Regions from separate parts of the Sus scrofa genome. Here region 2 is linked to region 1. The links are chromatin contacts, called in public HiChIP or PLAC-seq maps. All regions are on one chromosome and are shown on one strand. The core of a region is the stretch at or near the end of the contact, and the rest is flanking DNA. Distances in the headings are between cores, read along the strand shown. Region 1 overlaps PPARA (peroxisome proliferator activated receptor alpha). Region 2 has its middle 53 kb from the start of PPARA.

The links. HiChIP or PLAC-seq counts read pairs in DNA pulled down with a chosen protein or histone mark.
Region 2: a contact with region 1 is called in an H3K27ac HiChIP or PLAC-seq map of skeletal muscle. The contact joins two enhancer-like sites. A contact is called at or near these places in 7 of 47 Hi-C or Micro-C datasets (fetal heart ventricle, fetal liver, heart right ventricle and 4 more) and 1 of 2 datasets of contacts at active chromatin or transcription factors (skeletal muscle).

What each region holds. Positions count from the first base shown.
Region 1 is chr5:3,301,771-3,306,017 of Sscrofa11.1, forward strand. It overlaps PPARA (peroxisome proliferator activated receptor alpha), which reads right to left. Exons shown (of 7, transcript NM_001044526.1): 6 at 3,595-4,042; 7 at 985-1,232. The coding sequence ends at 985. Among named protein-coding and RNA genes, the nearest start is that of CDPF1, 17 kb to the left of the region's middle. Within about 2 kb of position 2,466, at least 3 of the 83 cell types and tissues checked have an H3K27ac peak or open chromatin away from gene starts, as enhancers often do. A contact at or near this core is called in skeletal muscle, where this site is marked.
Region 2 is chr5:3,371,489-3,375,735 of Sscrofa11.1, forward strand. No RefSeq gene overlaps it. Among named protein-coding and RNA genes, the nearest start is that of PPARA, 53 kb to the left of the region's middle. Within about 2 kb of position 1,828, at least 23 of the 83 cell types and tissues checked have an H3K27ac peak or open chromatin away from gene starts, as enhancers often do. A contact at or near this core is called in skeletal muscle, where this site is marked.

The sequences.
Region 1 (4,247 bases), core at 1,216-3,715:
CTACCACCATCAAGAGTTAAAAAAATAAAGCTGCATATTTTGGAAAGCAACGTAGAAAAAGACCACAGAGCTGCCTTGACAGAGGGAGCTTCAAAGCGACATCTACAAGTCACTTGTCACTGTGCCCCTGGAAACACCACCGCGGCCCCCAAACCACCTGACTCGGCTGGTTCAGATCTGGGAGGAAGTGGGGGTGAGAGGAATGGGGAGCCAATGTGCTTCCGAGTCTGTCCGGTTCCCGCCGACCACAGAGAACCAAGTTTGGGGGGGGCGGTGCTGGCGACGTGGCTTTCTGGGACCTTCTCCACAAACCTGGGAGCAACAGGCTTTCCCGTATTAGTTACAACCATGAAAATGGCAAACTGAAATGGAACCACTGCGTTTTGATAGCTTATCACATCGTTCTTGGAACTTCTAAATCCTGTGCTTAAAAAGCAGCGTGTTGTCTTTCTTCAAATTCGGGACACAGAACTGAAGTCCTTCAAATAAATATTCTGCTGCTTTTTCAAAATACCTAACCTTCGGGGACATCTAGATTTACATCATTACAAAAGTTTTAAAAGTGCTGATTAGTTTTCCAAATTCTAAAGGAGCACGGGCGTCAAGAGGTGGTGCAAAGGGAAGACGGACGGCGCGTTCTGAGGGGAGTTCAAGGGTAAAGCACTAAGCATCCTGCGCTGGTTAACAGCGGGGGGCGCCACCATCAGACCGCTGACCCGCTTCCTTCTTGTTTTCCAAGCCCTGAGGCCCAGGCGCTTATCATCAGCCTTTCCAGACTCCGCTCCCTCTTCGGAGAACTGGTTAAACAGAGAGACGTGGAATAATAGGATGCCGGTTACCTAGAGCTGGTTAAGCTTTCTGTTGTCCAAGGTGCAAAGCCGCGTTGCTCCCATGTCTCACCTGTAGTGCTGTTGCCTTTAAAAAACAAAAAAAACAAAAACAAAACCCTGGGAAAGTTTCTTCGGTGCGCGCTGGGCCGCGCCCTCAGTACATGTCCCTGTAAATTTCCTGCAGCAGCGGGTGCAGCGCGGCGTCCGCCTCCGTCTTCTTGATCACCTGCACCAGCTGCGCATGCTCCGTGACCAGCTGCCGCAGGTCCGCCAGCTTTTGCAGGAGTTTGGGGAAGAGAAAGACGTCGTCGGGGTGGTTGGTCTGCAAGTGAAGTTTGAGCACATGCACGATACCCTCCTGCATTCTCTCAATGTGTCCTACGTTTAGGAGGCCGGGCCGGTCTATCCTCAAAAGAAAGAAGAGAGGTCTGAGCTGGAGGAGCCCCAGGCTAAGGCCTCAGAGGTGTCGTGCAGGTGGCGGAACCCCACACTCGGCTCTGATGAGGCCCTGCTGGCAGCAGGCTTAGCCGTCTTGGCTACCGTCCCCGTGCCGAGAAGATAGAACGAGACTTCTCCAGAGTCTCCAGGCCCACCAGGGGCAGACAAGACAGAGGGCTGCTGTCTTAAAACGCCCCTTCGGGGTGGCCCCTTCCTTGGGGTTTTGTCTAATCATCAGCATCATCACCCCCCAGACACGAGGAGCAGCTCTACAGTCAACCACTTCTGCATAACGTGGGACATGAAATGCTTCTTCTCCGTGTCCCCCCTAGATACTCGGTTTCAACCACATTGAAAGAATGGGGTGTGTCCCACTTGAAACACCATCAGAGGGACCTTCTAAGATAAATCAGCTCAAACGATGGTGGGGCAAGAAATGAATGGGAAGATGGACACGGGCCGAGAGGATGCCGAGGGCTCCCCGGGGGTGGGGGGTGGGGGGGTCCTGAGGCCTGGTGCAGGGACGGTGACATGGACACCAGGTGACAAACCTGGGGAGGCTGGGACACAGGCACCAGACTTCCCAGCACAGCTCAGACCGTCCTGCATCCTTGTCCAGAAAAATCGCAGCCCGCCTTCCCTATTCAGGAGGCACCGCTCTCTAGAGCCCGCTCAGGACCAGGACTTTCGGGTGTTGCTGATGTGGGTTTTTCATTGTTTGCTGCTGCAGTTGCTATTGTAAAAGGATTACTCAGCTTTTAAACAGAGATTTTAAAAACGAGTAGGAGAACCCCTTCTCATAACTTGGACTCCATCGTACAGATTTCAGGTACACCTCACCAGACATTTTTCCGATGTAGGGCTGTAATTTCCTCTAGGCCTCTGTGGTCCCACTACTTATATAAACAGTTGTGCGTTGTTTTTTTACCCGCCACACTACATCTTGAGCACACAGAGGGCAGCGGCAGGTTACGTGCAGCTGCCTCGCCAGTCGATGCTTCAGGCCTGGTGGAGCCCGGCCGCCCTCACCCAGCGCCACCTACGGAGTCCTGCAGCCTGCAGCCTCCGTTCCTTGAGGGAGGGCTGATGGGGGACAGACATCAGGCAGTTTGAGAGGACGGTTGCCCCATGTGTCTGCCCCAAGGCTGGGTAAGGTCAGCTGAGTTTACAGGAGAGGGATGACGTTCTCAGATCCAGGACAGGGCTATTTACGGCAATGAGACACCGAGCCAAAAATGTGGGGACGGCAGGGCCAGCTCCCCTGCAAGGGGCCCCCATTTTCCTTCTCTGGGATCTACCTCCTTTGGCAAAGCACACTTTGCTGTCACTGCCAGTTAGTGCCTGATGTTTTTCCTTATGAAACAGCATAAATAGACCCGTTGAGACAGCGACTGTACAGATACCTGTATGGCACAGAACGCTGGCTGTAATACGGAGATGAGATTATAGTAACATCGTTACAACACAGCCGGCCCTTGGGATCTGCGGGGCCTTGGTTCAGGACCTCCTGCAGATGACCAAACCTCAGGTGCCTACCTGAGAGGGCACATAACCTGTGCACAGCCTCGTGCACACTTCAAAGGCTCCCTAGATTACCCGAGACACCTAATACCACGTAAATGCTACGTGAATCATTGTCGGTGTCGGCACGTTCAAGTGTTCCTTTTTGGAACTTTCCGGAAATTTTTTTCCTAACTGTTTTGGAGCCACAGTGGGTTGACTCTGCAGACACAGAACCCGCATATGTGGAGGGTCTACTGTATATGGTAATATTACACACCGTGCATTATTATTATATCTGATATGTAATAGCTATTAGGTATGGATAATGGATATAACTCCGTGATAGTTATTTATACTTAAATATGAATAAATTATATATAAATAATAGATAATGTAATCGATTACATTATCGATTGTTTATGGACTATATAAATATATTGAATCTATAACAGGATGGAATGTATATTATGTAATTACGTAGATGTGTGCTCATGTGATTACACAGGACTATTTATACTTGACAAATGTGTTTCTGTGTTGACACATATGTTAGATTATATATGAACACATCTGTTCCTATATGAACGACTAGGTAGATTATATATCGACACGTGCGTTGCTAAATTCACGAATGCTACACTGTGACATGACTTTGATGTCCCTCTCAGTAAGTTCCAGTCAGCGGTGACGTGGGGGCTCAGACGCCTGCCTACCTGCCAGGGCTGGTCCCGTGCCACTCTCACGGGGTTTCCCACTGTCGGCTTCTTCGAGAGAGAGGAGGCTGCAGGCGGCACTGCCCCAGCAGGTGAAGGCAGCAACTTACCTCCGCAGCAAATGATAGCAGCCACAAAGAGGGAAAGGTCACTGTCGTCCAGCTCCAGCGCATTGAACTTCATGGCGAAGTCAAACTTGGGCTCCATGATGTCGCAGAAGGGTTTCCTCAGGCTCTTGAGGAACTCGCGCGTGATGAAGCCATTGCCGTAAGCCACCAGCATCCCGTCCTTGTTCATCACAGAGGACAGCATGGCGAAGATGGCCTCGTAGACGCCGTACTTCAGCAGCGTGACCTGGTCGTTCAAGTCCAAGCTTGCGAACCCCGGGATGGACTTGGCGAACTCCGTGAGCTCCGTGACGGTCTCGACGGACGTGCACTGGCAGCAGTGGAAGATGCGGACCTCCGCCTCCTTGTTCTGGATGCCGTTGGCCACCAGCTTGGCCACGAGCGTCTTCTCGGCCATACACAGTGTCTCCATGTCGTGTATGACGAAAGGCTGAAACGAAAGACACGGGGATGAGCCGCGCGACTGGCGACAAGCTCTCCTCTTCGTCATCCAGACAAAAGGACACGGCAAAACAGTTCCGACATTGGCATGGGAGTCCCCGCGGTAGCGCAGGGGCTTCAGGACCCTGCGTGGTCTCTGTGAGAGGGCGGGTTCCATCCCTGGCCTGGCTCTGTGGGTGAGGGATCTGGCCCCA
Region 2 (4,247 bases), core at 578-3,077, 69 kb after region 1:
GGCTTCGTGGGGAGTTTTCTGGAAAGCTCCATCTGGTCAATTTAGAGAAAGATCCTCTTTCTCCCTGAGCGTGTCCTTTAGAGTCTTTTGTTGCTAAAAATGCCTTTTTTTTTTTTTTTTCCTATTTTTCTAGGGCTGCACCTGTGGCACACGGAGGTTCCCAGGCTAGGGGTCTAATCGGAGTCATAGCTGCAGGCCTTCACCAGAGCCACAGCAACACGGGATCCCAGCCATGTCTGCAACCTACACCACAGCTCATGGCAACACCAGATCCTTAACCCACTGAGCAAGGCCAGGGATCGAACCTGCAACCTCATGGTTCCTAGTCAGATTCGTTAACCCCTGAGCCATGATGGGAACTCCTAAAAATGCCTTTTCTTAATAAAAATGTCTCAGATGTGAAGCTGATTAAGAGTTGACAGGGACGGGACGGTGTGTTTTGGCCCAGCAGCCCTTTGAGCATCCCCAACACCATGTAAAAGGGTTTGTGAGCCCAAAGTCCAGGCCCGGCTGGACTATTTACCGATAAGCACGTGGATGCACAGGCTTCCTGCCATTTTTTCTGAGCCTTCTGGCCCCGCTCTCTTCTCCCGGTTTGCTCGTGATACGTATTTTCACATCAACACTTCTGCTTGTGTCCAGACTTGCAGCAGGGAATATAAAATCTTGCGGGAGGGCCTGATTCGGATCTTTAGCAGGGTGAGGGAGTAGGGTGTGGGCCACTGCCTGGGAGCCTGCAGGGGTTACACCCACTTGGGGCCCAGCTCAGCCATTGGGCACCCTCGGGGTGGGGGCCCCATGGGGGAACAAGCCTTCCCTCGGCCTCAGAGCCTGAGCTGTGCAGGGGAGGGACTCGGCTGGAGGCAGGAGGGAAGCTGAAATCTACATGGCATGCTCTTTCTAGAAAGCTCCATTGGCATGACGGGAGGACATGGGGTCAGCAATGGTCCTTAGACGGCGGGTGGGACAGAAAGACTGGGGCTGCAGACCCGTCACTTCTCTCCGTTGAAACATTAGATTAGGTTAACCGCCTGGGCAAGTATTGGTGCTGCATTTAATTTGAAACCAACCCCACCCTGCAAAAGGACCTAGGGATGCCAAGGCCTGAGCTGGCACTTTCCAAGCCTGAACCCGGTTCACCACCCAGTGACTCCAGCCCTGACCTCCTCCAGGACAGCAAGGTGGGCTGTCCCCCTGGTTCCCGCCACCCTGGCCTCCAGCTCAGTGTGAGGGACAGCTCCCCCACACCCAGTTAGGTGCCTGATGTTTGGACTTCTTTTTGTTTGTTTGTTTGTCTTTTTGCCATTTCTTGGGCCGCTCCCACGGCATATGGAGGTTCCCAGGCTAGGGGTCGAACCGGAGCTATAGCTGCCAGCCTACACCAGAGCCACAGCAACACAGGATCCAAGCTGCTTCTTCTGTGACCGACACCAATGCAGTGCCGGATCCTTAACCCACCGGACGAGGCCAGGGATCAAACCCGCAACCTCATGTTTCCTAGTCGATTTGTTTCCACTGCACCACCACGGGAACTCCTAAATGACTTTTTTACCCAAAAGTTTGACTTGTTTCCAGAGAGTCGGTCCAATTAGCCACTTTCAGCCGGAGAGGATGCTTATTTATGTTGTGATTCAGATGTTAAACAGCTCGAACCCTGGGCCTGTCCCTCCCACTCTGTGAGTTGCCTGGCTTGCCTGTCACGGGGGAGGGGGCGGCTAATCAGGCACTTTCGAGGCACTTTCGCCTTAAGGGCGTTGGGGATCCAGAGGGAGGAGGGTGACTGCCCCTCTTCCTCGGGCAGAGGGCACCCTCTGGCTCGGTTGCCTATAGACAGTTGATGATGTAACCGCTGGACGTGCGGCACTTGTGCTCAGCGCTGCTGAGCCCCAAGCAGGCCCGCAGGAGCTGCCCTTCGGCCTCTGCCCCCAGGGGTGGAAACTGAGGCTGTGAGGCTGGCCCATTCCCCTGACTCTGCTGCCTGAGAGCTGTGTCTGCCCGGTGTGTCTGCCTGGCTCAAGTGTGCTCAGTTTTTCCACTGTGCCCCCCCCCACCCCCCTCCTGGGCTTTGTGACCTTGGACAGCCATGACTGCCCCGTGTCTGTTCCCAGTCACAAACTGAGAGGCAGAGCTGGCTGGTCTGAGACGTCCCCTGCCAGCTCGGGATTCTGAGCGGGGCTCGGGGTGTGACAGTGACGTGCCCCAGAAGCCAGCTGCCAGTGTCCACGAGGGAGGCACTTTTTCCTGCCTCGCCAGGGGAGAGCAGACACATGACTTGGGGCTGAGCACTTGTGTGAATTACGATCGGCATCTCGTGCTTCGGGCTTTGGAACCGCTTCCAGGACCAGACTCTGGGCTTGGGATCTGCCTCCGACACTGTGGCCCGCAGGAAATCAGCTCCTTTTTTAGGCTGGAACCTCCCAGGCCGAGGCGGGTCAGCTGAAAGTCACGCACCTCTGCTTCTGCAAACACACAGCAGACAGGCTGTCCCGTGTCCCTTTCCAACCCCGTACCAGGGAGGGGACACCCCTTCGCCTTCCTACCCTTCGCTTGCTCTGTCAGGGACCCCCACCCCCACCCCCGCCAGTCCCACCCACCGCTGGGGTCTAAAACTTTGCTCCGGCTTCTTGTTGGAAACCAGTAGAGGTGGCAGATCCCGCTGATAAGAGGAAGAAATTGCTGGACGGGACGGGACTCGGCAAATTAACAAAACAGCAGAATCCAGTCCCAGGCAGCCCCCATTCACACACTAGCACGTCGGGGAACAGAAAGCCGGTTCCCAGCCGGCCCTGGGGCCTCCTCACCCAGTTACTCCTGCCCTTTTGGAAGGGAGCCCGAGAAGTCGACTGGGGAAGGGCCTCTTGGCAGGACCTGAGGCCCAACTGGAACTTTCTGGACTGACTGGGTTTCCTTAAGGGCAAGACCCCGTGGTATCCTTGCTGTGCCCCTTGGGCCAGGCACAGGCCCTGAAAGGAAGGCTCGGGCAGCCTTGGGGTGACATGGGCTCATCACTGAGAGGGGCTCCCTGTCCCCATCACCCATTCTGTTCAGGAAGCAAAGCCAGACTGCGAGTCAGAGCGCTGATTCCGGCTCTGCTGGCGCACTTGGCCCATTGCCTTCCTCGCAGCTCCTCAGCTGCTTTGTGGAGAGAGTTAAGGCTGCCCTGGGAGGGTCGCTGTCAGGGTCGGAGGTTCTGAAGGTCAATCTTGGCCCCAGCCAGCAAGCCCCGGGCCCCGACTCCTCCCCCACGTGCTCGTTCTGCCCTTTTAGCTGGGCAAGCATTTCCCACGACCCTCATCCACCAGCCACCGGGCTCGGTCCTGCCTGCACAGCCCCTCCTCTTGCCACATCCCTGCACTACTGGCAGCCTGATAGGCCTGGCAGAGCCCCTGGGCCTGACACGTGGGGTCAGCCAGGGTCACATCCCCCACCCCTCCGCCCAGCCTCTCTGCTTGCAAGCCACCACGCCCCACTTATTTGACTTCTGCAGGGCCTCTCCTCCTCCCACTTCTGATTTTCTTTCAATGCCCTGCCTCCTCCAGGAAGGCCTCCCAGATCTCCCCTCTCTGGGCTGTGTTCCTTTTCTGCGCTCCCCAGTGCCTCTGCTGGTCTCTGTGTTATACTGGCCTATTTACTCGTCCATCTCCTTCACCAGGTTGGAAGTTTCTTGGGGATTAGGATTTTGTCTGAGATTATTAATAACAACAACAACAGTAGGAGCAATCTTTTTTTTTTTTTTTTTTTTTTTTTTTTTTTTTTTTTTGGCTGTCTTCGTGGTGCATGGAAATTTCCAGGCCAGGGACTGAAACTGTGCCACAGCTGTGGCCTTAGCTCCCGCTGCAGTGACAACACCAGATCCTTAACCCACTTCGCCACCAAGAGACTCCGCCTTTATCCTCTTAAAAGCCTACTGAGAACCCCAAGACGCTGTGTGTCTGTGGAACATATTCCAGTGTCCATATTTCCAGGATTAGAAAATAGAACTTTAAGTATTTAAATTAATTCCTATAAAAATAACACTAAGTCCTTCCTAGGTTAACACATACAACACTTTTATGAAAATGATTATCATTTCCAAAGTCCCCCCAAATTAAGAAAAAACATTTTTTTCAATCTCTTTAACATCTGGTTTAACAGACGCTCGCTTGATGCTCACGTCACTTCTGCAATCAACCTGCTGCCATCCATCATATTTGTTGACCTCTGACCTCTGGCCAGACAATCTAGCTTCACACAACAGCAGGTGGGAG